Linked DNA regions of Mus musculus: all the other regions are linked to region 1. Evidence: chromatin contacts called from public HiChIP or PLAC-seq and promoter capture Hi-C data. All regions are on one chromosome and are shown on one strand. The core of a region is the stretch at or near the end of the contact, and the rest is flanking DNA. Distances in the headings are between cores, read along the strand shown.

What was found. Promoter capture Hi-C pulls out the DNA fragments that hold promoters and counts their contacts. HiChIP or PLAC-seq counts read pairs in DNA pulled down with a chosen protein or histone mark.
Region 2: a promoter capture Hi-C map of pre-B cells shows a contact between it and region 1, with 4 times the contacts expected there. The contact joins the promoter of Cip2a here to the promoter of Nectin3 in region 1. A contact is called at or near these places in 10 of 39 promoter capture datasets (the 3T3-L1 cell line, cranial neural crest, frontonasal cranial neural crest and 5 more), 3 of 484 Hi-C or Micro-C datasets (LSK cells, Sertoli cells and uterus), 5 of 115 datasets of contacts at active chromatin or transcription factors (the NIH/3T3 cell line, astrocytes, embryonic forebrain and 2 more) and 1 of 9 other capture datasets (adipose tissue).
Region 3: an H3K4me3 HiChIP or PLAC-seq map of stem cell-derived neural progenitor cells shows a contact between it and region 1, with 8 times the contacts expected there. The contact joins the enhancer-like site here to the promoter of Nectin3 in region 1. A contact is called at or near these places in 8 of 39 promoter capture datasets (the C10 cell line, cranial neural crest, embryonic stem cells and 5 more), 7 of 484 Hi-C or Micro-C datasets (DN3 thymocytes, the G1E-ER4 cell line, LSK cells and 3 more), 9 of 115 datasets of contacts at active chromatin or transcription factors (astrocytes, embryonic forebrain, embryonic hindbrain and 5 more) and 3 of 9 other capture datasets (adipose tissue, embryonic stem cells and liver).

The regions. Positions count from the first base shown.
Region 1 is chr16:46,494,791-46,498,634 of GRCm38.p6, reverse strand. It overlaps Nectin3 (nectin cell adhesion molecule 3), which reads left to right and starts at 1,668. Exons shown (of 6, transcript NM_021495.4): 1 at 1,668-2,020. The coding sequence starts at 1,861.
Region 2 is chr16:48,991,945-48,995,788 of GRCm38.p6, reverse strand. It overlaps Cip2a (cell proliferation regulating inhibitor of protein phosphatase 2A), which reads right to left and starts at 1,601. Exons shown (of 21, transcript NM_172616.2): 1 at 1,410-1,601. The coding sequence starts at 1,511. It overlaps Dzip3 (DAZ interacting protein 3, zinc finger), which reads left to right and starts at 1,647. Exons shown (of 32, transcript NM_001110017.2): 1 at 1,647-1,999.
Region 3 is chr16:48,560,883-48,564,726 of GRCm38.p6, reverse strand. It overlaps Morc1 (microrchidia 1), which reads right to left. Exons shown (of 27, transcript NM_010816.1): 16 at 3,087-3,192. Among named protein-coding and RNA genes, the nearest start is that of Gm41458, 51 kb to the left of the region's middle. Within about 2 kb of position 2,181, at least 14 of the 459 cell types and tissues checked have an H3K27ac peak or open chromatin away from gene starts, as enhancers often do. A contact at or near this core is called in embryonic stem cells, neural tube, second pharyngeal arch cranial neural crest and 1 more, where this site is marked.

The DNA of each region.
Region 1 (3,844 bases), core at 419-2,918:
AATAGCTACAGTTTGTCAATTATGAGCATCATCCGGGGGATCTCCCCAGCAATGCAGGGCAAGGTTTATTCATAAGTGCATCGGGAGGATAGGTGGATAGGTGATAGAAGGCAGTGATTGCAGGAAGACTGGGGCGGGCAGATGGAGGGAGAAAGACGGAAGGGGTGGAAGTAATGAATACAAGTAGCCCCAGTGCTGGGAGCAAGATAAAAAAAGAAGAGAGACTGGATAGGATGCTACGGAGGTGAGTAAGACATCATAAATCAGTGTGTTAAGCCGAGGAGATCCCAGTGACTCAGTCTGGAGCACGACGTTGTCGTGGGCACCAGGCAAGCTTTACTTTAGTGGCCACAGGCTGCTCTCTGGGTGGCTGTTATTCTTATTGGAGCACATCTTTAGCTATCTGGTGGGGATGGTAGGACAACATAAAATTAATGGTGTCCGGCCTCCGGACGGTGTCCTCCGCTTCCACCGCCTCCGCAGATAGCCCAAACTGTTCATCCATCTCCTTCCCCCTACGGTAACTGGGGCTTCAAGGTCAAGTCACTCCGGCTGTGCGTGGCGGATAGAGGAGGAGGGAAGGGCAGACAAGCTTTGGGGGTTTGAGGGAGGGTTATGGTGAATCACAGATGCTCCTCTTAAGGGTAAATGTTTAATACTTCCCGAGGTCACTTTTCTGAGAATAACTCAAAGAGAGACACGCGAGAAAATAAAATTACAAGTGCGAACATGCGAACGATCAAAGAGAAAACAAGACCACACTCGAAGACCTCGCATGGGAGATCCATGGCCTCCTGTTGCCGGTCGCCCGGCGCAGAAAGTGGACAAACGGGCAGCCCAAGAGAAGCAAGAGCTAGAGAGCAAACCTTTCGGAGGGCCCCCTCCTGTCCTCCGGCAGCTCCGCTGACCCTTCCAACAAGCCTCCCTCCCGGTGTAAAAAGCAGGCTAAACGCCTGGGCCAACACCGGTCCCGGACAGAGGAGAACCGGGATGCTCCTGGGGAGGAGGGAGGAGTGGAGAATCTCCTTTCAGTCCCTACGCCTGGGTGAGGAGGGAGAAGGCTGGTCCAGCCCCGCGGTATCCAGCTTCCCAAATTAGGCAACCCCCCGCTCCGACCCGCGGAGAGCCGGTACCCTCATCTTGCCTTCCCCTCACCCCCCTGGTTATCCCTGGTCCCGCTAGGGGAACCTCGCCACTCTGGAGGAGAAAAAGGCAGGACTAGGAGTCCCGCAGCCCTCCGCCTCGGAGCGCCTCTGTGTGCCCCGGCGGCCCCAGCCCCGCGAGGGGCGGAGTGGGCGAGACCATCTCCAGCGCTGGCGAGGGGGGGAGACGAGGCGGGGCCAAGGGGCGGGGCCGCCTTGCCTGGTCCAGATTGCTTAGCCTCGGGAGAAGCCCGGTTTTCCAAGTGGATGAAGTTTTTTTTTTTTTTCTTTTGGAAGTGGGAGGAGCGTGTGGGGAGAGAGGGTGGGAGGAGACTCGGCGGGCGGCTCGGCCGGCGTCCAGGCAGCCCGGCGGCAGGGAGGGCGGGCTCGTCCCGGTAGTGAGGGTCGGCGGCTCCCCCTCCCGCAGGGCGGGGTGGTGCGTTCCGAGTTCCCAGGAGTTCGCGGCGGGCGGGGACCGCGGGGAGGGGAGTGGCGGCGGCGGGCGGCTCCCGCTTCAGCCTCGGCAGTGGCATCGGCGACGGCGGAGTCGAGGCAGCCGCGAGCGCTCGGCCGAGTGGCGGCGGGCGGCGACGGCGCAGGAGCCGGGGGTTGAGGACACGCGCGCTGGCCCTTCCGCGCCGCGGCCGCCGCCGCCGCCGCCACCCAGAGCCTGAGGCGCCGGGGCGCGGGCGAGCGGGTGGGCCGGGGCAAGGCGGGCATGGCGCGGACCCCGGGCCCGGCCCCGTTGTGTCCTGGAGGCGGCAAAGCACAACTTTCCTCGGCGTTTCCTCCCGCGGCCGGACTGCTGCTGCCGGCCCCGACGCCGCCGCCGCTGCTGCTGCTGCTTATTCCCCTGCTTCTCTTCTCCCGGCTCTGTGGTAGGTGAAGCGGGCGAGCGAGGGGTTGAGCAGGGCGGGCGCGGGCGGCGAGGCTAGCCGAGGCGGTTGTGCCGGGCGGTTGGCTGCGCGAGCGGCCGCCGCGGACTTTGCCTGGAAACTTTTCGCCGCGCCCCGGGCGAGGCCCGGGAAGGGCAGGGAGAGCGAACAGGGCGCCGACCGCTGGCTTCCCGCCCCCCGAGGCCGCGCGGGTCGTCGCGCTGGGCCCCCAGGGCTGGCGGTGGAGCTCGGTGCGCGGAGCCCCGCGTGCCCCGGGAACCGTTACTTCCGAGCTGATGCGCCGAAGCGGAGAGCGCGGACTTCTAGGCTGAGGTTAGGATGCCTGAGTGCATGTTGCCGCCTCCTCCTTTCTCTCCGATGAAACTTGAGCTGCAAGTCCGGAAACCCTGTGGACACTAGCCCAGCGCACTGTAGCCTTCGGGTCCACGCCTCCTGGCCTCCGGGAGAAGGCACCATCTTAAAAACCCACTCTGCGCCTGCATCCCCCTTCCAGCACGATTTGTGCCCTGGTAACCTTTGGATCTTTGGGTTGATCCCAGATGGTACCCTCACGCCGCCTTCCAGTTTTTGGACGTCCTTCACGCAGCCCCTGGTTATTTTAGAAGAAAACCTTGTTCTCGGGGACGCAAGATTTACCTTTTGAATACATATTGCACCTACTGTTCCCTGGCTGTTAAAACAAGTAGCCCCGGGTTTCTCCAGTGTGCCTCTTTTATTCCAGATTTAGGAGCTAATCTCTTTGTAAGTTCCGTTCCCGGAATCTGAGACTAGTTTTAGAGACCTACTTTTTTTTTTTAAGGAAGATGAAAATGAAATGATATATTTACTTTTCATGCTAGAGAAGTGGACGTGGTAATCAGTGGACAGCATTGATTTGGTGAAATAAAGCTACCAGTCAGTCTTAGGCTATTGAATGTCTGGGTAATATCAAAATGCCGCAAGGTGTTGTTCATTTAAGGATTGCTGACGGGAAAGATGGAGGAATACAACTTAGATTTAGATTTTTTTCAGACAATGGTTATCAGTGCATATGAAATCTTAAAAGCTGATGTACCCGTATTTATTATAAGGGAGAGATGTGAACAAATTTCCTTAGTGCTCTGATGCAGAAGAAAGAAAAATCTGCTCCTGGTAGGTGAGTCAGGGTAGTTAGTTCATAGGGAGAGGAAATTATGTTGAGGTTGAGTGCCACTTACAGACTGAGAATTTTAGTACATTTCCAGTGCTGTAAGTCAAGGTTTTGATTTACATGGAGTGCTTTGTGAGAAACGACATGCTATCATGTCCAGCATGTCCAGTTTCCATATCCCCACTCTCCAGATGTTTGGTCCCGAGACAACAGCTTTTAGTCCTGTAAGTTTTAAGCCTTTAGCTCCCTTCTTAAGGTAATATTAAGTTCTACATAGAATTTGTATGCTGTTCTTATGAGCCATTACGGCGGCTCGTGGATGGTCCTTAGGATTTCAGTTCCAGGATACTTGGAGGAAGTGTGTGTATGTGCGTGGTACAAGCATTTGACTGTGGTGACTTAGTTTGTGGTAAGTACTGAAGGAGTGTTTCTAGGTCTAGAGGGCTTTCTGTGTAGATAAAACCCAAGGGGAGACTGAAGTGATGCAAAAGTTGATAGAGAAAATAGAGTTTACATTGGTAATTTCATCGTGGTTGTGTCAGTGAGTTGTTGATTACATCTGGGTGCAAACATTAGTATTTACATAGAAAATGCATTTTAAGGAGTTCCTTTATAGTGTTATAGGGGAGAAGGGTGATCAGTTATTTTAGAGCCCAGTCAACTAAGCAGTGTGGGGA
Region 2 (3,844 bases), core at 352-2,851, 2.5 Mb before region 1:
AATCTGAGTTGGAGTAGCAGTACCTCAAGGAGTTCACAGCTGCTATCAAGACCAGCTCCAGGGAACAGAGCCTTGTGCCTTCTGAGGGTCCTGCCCACACATGCGCATACATCACACACAGACAAACATTTAAAAGAATATTAAAATAACAAAAAGAGGAACATAAGCCCTTAAGACCTGATAGTTCTACTGGTAGGTTTATAAAAGAGGGTTGCGTTCAACCATAATAAAAATATATGACTGGAATGCACTTATTCTTAATTCCACACAGTTCTGAAAACAATCCAAATGTATTTTTGGATCCGTGGAACACTTACATAAATATCTACATAAATACTTACACATAAAAAAAGGAGTCCTGTTTATACATACAACCTGAATGAATTGCCCTGATTATCTTCGGTGAATGAAGCCACTCAATATTCAACAAAGAAAACAAAACAGACATAGAAAATAGGCACTTGTGATATCTATTCCAGTTGTCAACTAAGGCTACATCTGGAATGAACTAAATCCAGAAATGGAGGGCACATCTGCCCAGATCTTGAGGCTGGAAGACACAGGCTTCAGACATGGGGCGATGTGCTTTTGATCCAGATCTCGAGGCATAGTGGCCATGAAAAGCGTAGGCCCAGGCAAGGTAGTACATACCTTTAATCCCAGGGGAATGAGACAAGTCTCCTGAGTTCAAGGCCAGCTGGGATTGCAAGTTCCAAATCCAGGTGTGGTGATTCATACCTTTAATCTGGGCTCTACCTCCTACTGGAGGACTACATAAGGACAATGGAAGAGGGAATTCTCACTCTTCTTTGCCTGCTTACACTGACTTTCCAGTTGGAACCTACTTCTTCAGGATTCCCGCTTACACAGATGACCAGCGAAAACAACTAGTGTTGAGGGAGTGAGCAACTACTAGATTCCTGGACTTCCCAGTCACAGCTAGCTTCCCCACTTGTTGGGTTAGTAGGAGCGAAACTTTAAGTCCTTACAATAAATCCACTTAATATAAAGGGATACTCCATAAGTTCTGTGACTCTAGAGAACCCTGACTAATACAGCACCTTAAAAAAAGATCCGGAACACACACACACACACACACACACACACACAGTGCGCTCGCATACACCCCAAAGCCTCCTGGTTTGGGTCCGTACACACACACACACACACACACACACACACACACACACACACTGCGCTCGCATACACCCCAAAGCCTCCTGGTTTGGGTCCGTACACAATCCCCTCCTGGCACCCACTCGTTGCGCACACCCAGTCGCTGTCGCCAGTGCAAGGACAGCGAAGCAGCTGCAGGTCTGCCCAGGGCGAGACCTCCATCTTCCGGCCCCACAAGAAAACAGGAGGGGACCGAAGGAGGGGACACCCACTCGCACCCCGAACCTCCTTACCTCCAAGTGCCTCAGCAGCTGAGTGGCGTTCGCCTCCGACTTAACGGCCTTGTACTGACTGATGCTCAGGAGCAGGGACTTCAAGCAGGCGGTGGAATCCATGCCGACGAGCCGGCCTGTCAGCGACCACCGACACCAGCCACCCTCTGTCTTCAGCGGTCGCCGCGCATTTTTTGATTTTTTTTAAGCCCCACCCCTCTTGCGCCTGGCAGCTTCCTGTTCCGGTCGGACTCCGGAAGTCTGGGAGCAGCGGGTGGGACTGCAGTCGGTGATTGGCAGGGTGGGCCTGGGTTCCAGGCGCTGGGGTTGCGGGAAGGTGGCAGGGAGCCATCCCCTCCCACCCCCGCCGCAGTCCCCCTTTGGCGGAGAGGCCGCGAGGTTTCGGCTGGAGGTCCGCGAACACGCGGGAATCTCGCGAGACGAGCTCGTGCGGGCTCATTCTGTGGAGGGCTTCTGGGGCGAACGGGGGTCTCCGTGCCGCGCGGGCTCGGTCCCCGGGCCTTCCTCGGCCTGGGCGCGGCGGGCTCGGCTTTCCGTGCGTGCCTCAGCCTCTGCCCGAGACACGGCCGCTCCCCCCTAGTCTAGACACGGTGAGGAACTCGGAGCCGCCGAAGCTGGGGGTGGGGGCGTAGGTTTGGAGGCGGCGGGAGAGGGGCCTCAGGTTCTGCGGCCCTGGTCCCTGGTGGCCGCAGGCGACTCGCGCAGGCTAAGACCTGTGGCGGTCGGGGTTCCGTGATGAGGCAGCCGGAACTTTACGGTAGGATTTGTCAGAACCCCCCATAGAGAGAGAGCATCCCGGAGTCGCTCCCGGACGCGTTCTTGTCAGCTTTGATGTCTGTAGGCTGAGGGGCCTGTTCTTGTCTGGCGTGATTATTTTGCACATTTCTGTGGCGTCAAAAAAAAAAAAAAAAAAAAAAAAAAAGAAAGAAAGGCACCGTTGAGAATTTTATTATTATTATTATTTTAATCGGAGGTAATGATGTGCACGGATCTAATAACGAAGTGAGTCAGCAACTGGTTCAGGAGCTTAAGCTAGGTTGTGGGATCGAGTAAATGCCCATTTGACTAAGTTCTTCTGAAATTGTGGGAATTCAGGGAACGTTCCTTTTTGTTTTTTGTTTTTTTCTCGTTTGTATTGGTACCTTTTAAAGACGTCATTTATGTTCATATTAAAAGAAAATAAAAGTAAAGCTAACTGATGGCTGGAAAAAGATTGTGCCGTTGAGATAGTCACATGAGAGTTTGTAGCTAGTGCATTCATTCATGCATTCATTCATTCCATTTTAAACAAACATGTATAACGGGGCTAGGGATTGACTGTCACTCAGAACAAAGATGAGGACGTGGTGCCTGCGGAGAAGCAACCATCTAATAATAGTCCAAATAGGAAAGTACTGTTGGAATTCACTACATAAACGAGGAATGCGTCATCACTAAAACGAAGAGCAGCCAGTTTGCTGACAAGTATTTTTGCACCTTTCTCTTTGTGTCTCTGCATTTTACTGCTTTAGGCTTTTCATGAAGTGAAACCTAAGAGTAGACTATTTTACACGATAGTTTATTCAGTAAATTCTTATTGAGCTTCAGAAATAGTAGCCTTTATTACAAAGCCAAAGTGCTAGAAAGAAAAAAAAAAATGATCTCTTCCATTGACATAACAGGCATATCCCCAAAATGATGCTTTGATCACTGATGCGTGTGTGATGCTGATCCAGTTAGATCATACTAAACTGAAAGCTGAATGAATGATCTCTTCCTGTGACCTAGTGACATCTTACTTGCCACAGTGTCATAACTACACAGCAGCAGCATATGAAAGTATAGCACATACTGTTATGGATGGCACAAATAAACTACTAATGATTCATTTGTTTACTGATCCATACTTTTATCATTACCACTTGTATTCATAGTCAAAACACAAGCTTAATAGTATATGCCATGTAAAACCAGAAGTATCTTCATACAGCTGTTGTTTACCAAATCTCTTATCATATTTAGGCCATGCCTTATAAATGTGTATTGGTGGTCTTTTACCATGTTTGTGCAACAGTGAAATAACTCAGTGACACATATCTAGAATACCTATTAATTAATACCTATTAATAAGAGGTACATGACTATTCTGTTTCCTTTACCAACCATCAAGTTCTAAAATTTAGCTATCGTTATTGGTCAGTCCATAAAATTGTTATTGGTCAATCCATAAAATTCACCTTTCACTTTTGAAATGTACTTAAGACTTTTCTTTCCATTTTACAGAATTCATAACTGTGTTAAAAGTAGAGGTCTTGATAATTTGAATAGTTTCCCTCTGTCTTGCCTTGACCTTTTGTTTCACACAATTAATACACATTTTTAATTCAGTTCCTAGATAAAGACATGAGATGTCAGAGTATAATAATCATTTTTAATAACTGTTTGAAGGCCTGCTT
Region 3 (3,844 bases), core at 932-3,431, 2.1 Mb before region 1:
TAGGAATAGGAGATGCAGACGTCAATTCCTTAGATGTCTCCTTGTGATGGTTTGTATATCCTTGGACCAGGGAGTGGCACCATCTGGTGGTGTGGCCTTGTTGGAATAGGTGTGACCTGGTTGGAATGGGTGTGTCACTGTGGGTGTGGGCATAAGATCCTCACCCTAGCAGCCTTTGGATGAAGACATAGAACTCTCAGCTCCTCCTGCACCATGCCTGCCTGGATACTGCCATGCTCCACCTTGATGATAATGGACTGAACCTCTGAACCTGTAAGCCACCCCCAATTAAATGTTGTTTTTTATTGCCTTGGTCATGGTGTCTGTTCACAGCAGTAAAACCCTAGCCTAAGAAGTTTTCTATTGTTGATACGTGGAAGGAGGGGAAAGTTGCATCCAGTCACTAAAAGAGGAGGTGGAGGGAATCAGAAAACATAAGGGTGTTGGGCTTAGAGAGAGAGGAGACTGGGAATGGGGAGGACCTCTCCACACTGGAAACAGAGAAGGAAATAGAAGGCAGAAGGAAACCACCCGCTCTTCAACGCTTTTCAGTGCGTTGAGCATGGATTTCTCTTGACCCCTACCAGCAGAGAAGAGTGAGGAACTACCACTGAATTCAAGCACTGCTGTGAAAAAACCACTTCATTCTGCCTTCATGTGGTGTTGGCTATTATTGTTATTTTCCAAGGAAGGTGCTACATAAACAAAGCCCAAGGATGACTGCACAAGGATGTCTATACAGCCACCAACCACATGAACCTGAAGACACTTACGGAGCAGCATTTACACAGGACTACTTCATTTGAGAAAAGAACCTCCTGGCCATGTTAAGTTTTTATTCAGAACAGAGAAAGGAAGTATTTTATTAAAATGAAGCACACGCAACTGTCTACCTTCAAAGATCTTTGGACAATTTTAATATGCAGTACAACCTCTATGTATTTTGCATCCTTTCTGAAACAGAGGAGACTTTGCTTCAGCCAAATACAGGCATCATTTTTACCCCGCTGGTGATCCCTGCATTCAATACAGATGAATGCATATCATGAATATAATGGGAGCGTGCTGACAGCTATTTCTCAGAGATTGTAACAAAAATGTAGTTTCCCTCTGTGCTTGAACCAGAAAACAAACAAGACTTCAGTAGCCTCAACAAAACTGGCTCTATGTTAGTTTGTCCAGGCTGCTGGCCCTGAATACTACAATGGGTAAGATGGTTTTAATCATTAAATGCATGTAAAGTGGAACTGAGTTCCATAGGATGTTCTATTACAGACTCTCTGCTTCAAGTTCAGCTTGAAGGGAGAATCGCCAGCAGGTCACTAAAGCCTTCTGGGTATCTGTGCTTTCTCCTCTTAGGGATGGAATGAGTTCACAGGACTTTTATGAAGATGGAAGGGTAAGCTTTTGTGTTTACAAAAGGGGTGTTTCTGTCTCAAGTTCTGTTTCATAGACCATTGTTCATTCAAACGCCATCCACTAGCATTGATTTTGGTGGCTACTAGGAAGCCATTTTGGACCACCAACTGTAGGCTCTGGGACTCTAGGCAATACCTTGTCTACTCTCAAGACTCTTGACAGTTCTTGTTCTCACAGAACATGCCCTAATACACAACCATATCAGGTTTGTTTATATGAGTTTATTTTATATGATTCTATCATCTAAACTCAACAGTGCATAGGTCTCCTGGCAGACATCAATCCCCACTTTTCATGAAGGTAGGTCCAGACTGCGACGCTGAATCAGAGGACTGAGTGAGGTCACAGGACTGATTCCCAGTCTTCCCCCAGGAGTCATCGTATCCACACAACAGACTGTGAGTTCCCTATGCAGGAAGCGTCTGCTCCCAATTAGATGCTCTTACATCTTGCTAAGCCTCCTGCTGCTGTTTTCTGCATATTTTATTATAATCTGTTCAGTGGGGATGACATACAGATGGTCAGTATTATGCCATTGTGTTGAAAGGTTCAGGGACTTCGGGGAACAAGAAATAGAAGCACTTTCTGGTATTTATAGTTTCAGAGTCCATCAATTTTCTGTCAACACAACTAAATTTGTCTTGCCTCTCCTTGCAAGTGGAATTATCTGGATGCGTAAAAGGGACAAAGTTAATGTGGTCTTGAGGATGATTCTGCAATGCTTTGTGAGGCATCCCTAGTTGCTAAGGGATGAGGGCGAGAGCATGCTAGTTCAGGGTCACGGGACAATGGAAGTAAAGAAAGCTGTGAAAGGCAGCTTCCCGGGGGGTTAGTCTTCAGAGCTGGATAAACATACTTGAAGAAGAGGGATTACTCTCGGGTCCACATTAGTAAAAGTGATCCCTTTACTCTTTAGCTCTAAGGACATAGAGGAGATTGTACAGAGAAAGCAGTGCTGGGGTGGGGCGAAGATGCCTCTATTAAAAAGGAATACTAACTCCCTTCCCTAGAGAAAGGATATTAGTCTAAAAGGGCTCGACAGCCATCAATATTTAATCAGCCCTTTTTCCTGTTTAGTCTGAACTTTTTCCTCTAGCATATAAAATAATGGAATCAATACATGACTTAATTTTTTTTTAAATCATATATTCTAACAGCTTAGAGCTGCTGGACACACCCTCTCAGGAACACTCCTGTAAGAGCAAGTTGTTGGCTTGTGTGCATGGATGGGAGATGCAGCTCAGGAGGCCAAGGCTTCCTGCTAGGTGGAAGGCCCACACACATGAGGCCCTGTGCTTTGTGATAGCAGATCTGTTTTTTGTTTGTTTGTTTTGAGACAGGGCTTCTCTGTGTAGCCCTGGCTGTCCTGGAACTCACTCTGTAGACCAGGCTGGCCTCGAACTCAGAAATCCACCTGCCTCTGCCTCCCAAGTGCTGGGATTAAAGGCGTGCGCCACCACCGCCCGGCCAGATCAGTTTAAATCAATAGAAAAATATACTAACCAACAATATTCTCATAGATAGCCAAGGAGTTTACAAAGGCTTTAAAGAGAAATGGGCCTCTAAGGTAAAAATCTCTCTATAACTGACACTTTCAAGGTTTATAAGGGATACCTTAGGAATTTTACATTGACAAGAGAATTTTTGGAGAATTACTCAACACTTACCTGTTTTCCAGGTTGTTGGGATTACTGGCACAAATCCATAGGTCAGGTAATCCTTTTTCCTGGTAATTGGAAGAGGAAGGCAGGACTCTCCATTTGAGACAAAGATCTGACCATTAAGACAAAAACACAAAAGAAATGAATCTATTTAAACAAACAAACAAACAAACAAACAAGTCAGTTCAGCCACACCCGAAGCAGTGGCCCTTTGAGCACACACCCCGTGCCTGTTGACTGTCTATTTCTGCCTTCCAGGAGCTATATGCAAAGCTCATCTAGAAATGTGCAATCATCATCGTGACTGCTCCAGCTCCCTCCAGACTGGTTGCTATTACTTGTGAGCAAGGAACCTCGCTAGACCACCCTCTCCCTCTTGACTCCCATAGTGTCCAGCCCACTCCCATCCATTCCACTTTCCATTCAGATCCACAGAACTGACAGAAAAAGTGAAAGTCAAGATCTATAAGTCATTCACGCACTGCCCTCCGCTGCCCCGCTCTTTCCCTTGATCTTACTCCACAGCCTGTTCTGATATCCTTGTGTGCTTCCCCTTACAATTCCTCCTTGCCTTTAGGCCCAAGGCACACAGCTGTCTTTAGGCTAAACCTAAATTTAATCCTGGATTCCCTCTTGACACAAAGGTAAACATTTCCTGCACTCCTGAGGCAAAAGCAGTTTGCACAGCCAATAAGCCCTTGAACTACCTCCTACAGCCTGTGGGTCTTGAGAGAATGACTTAATTTCTGTGTCAGAACAATATC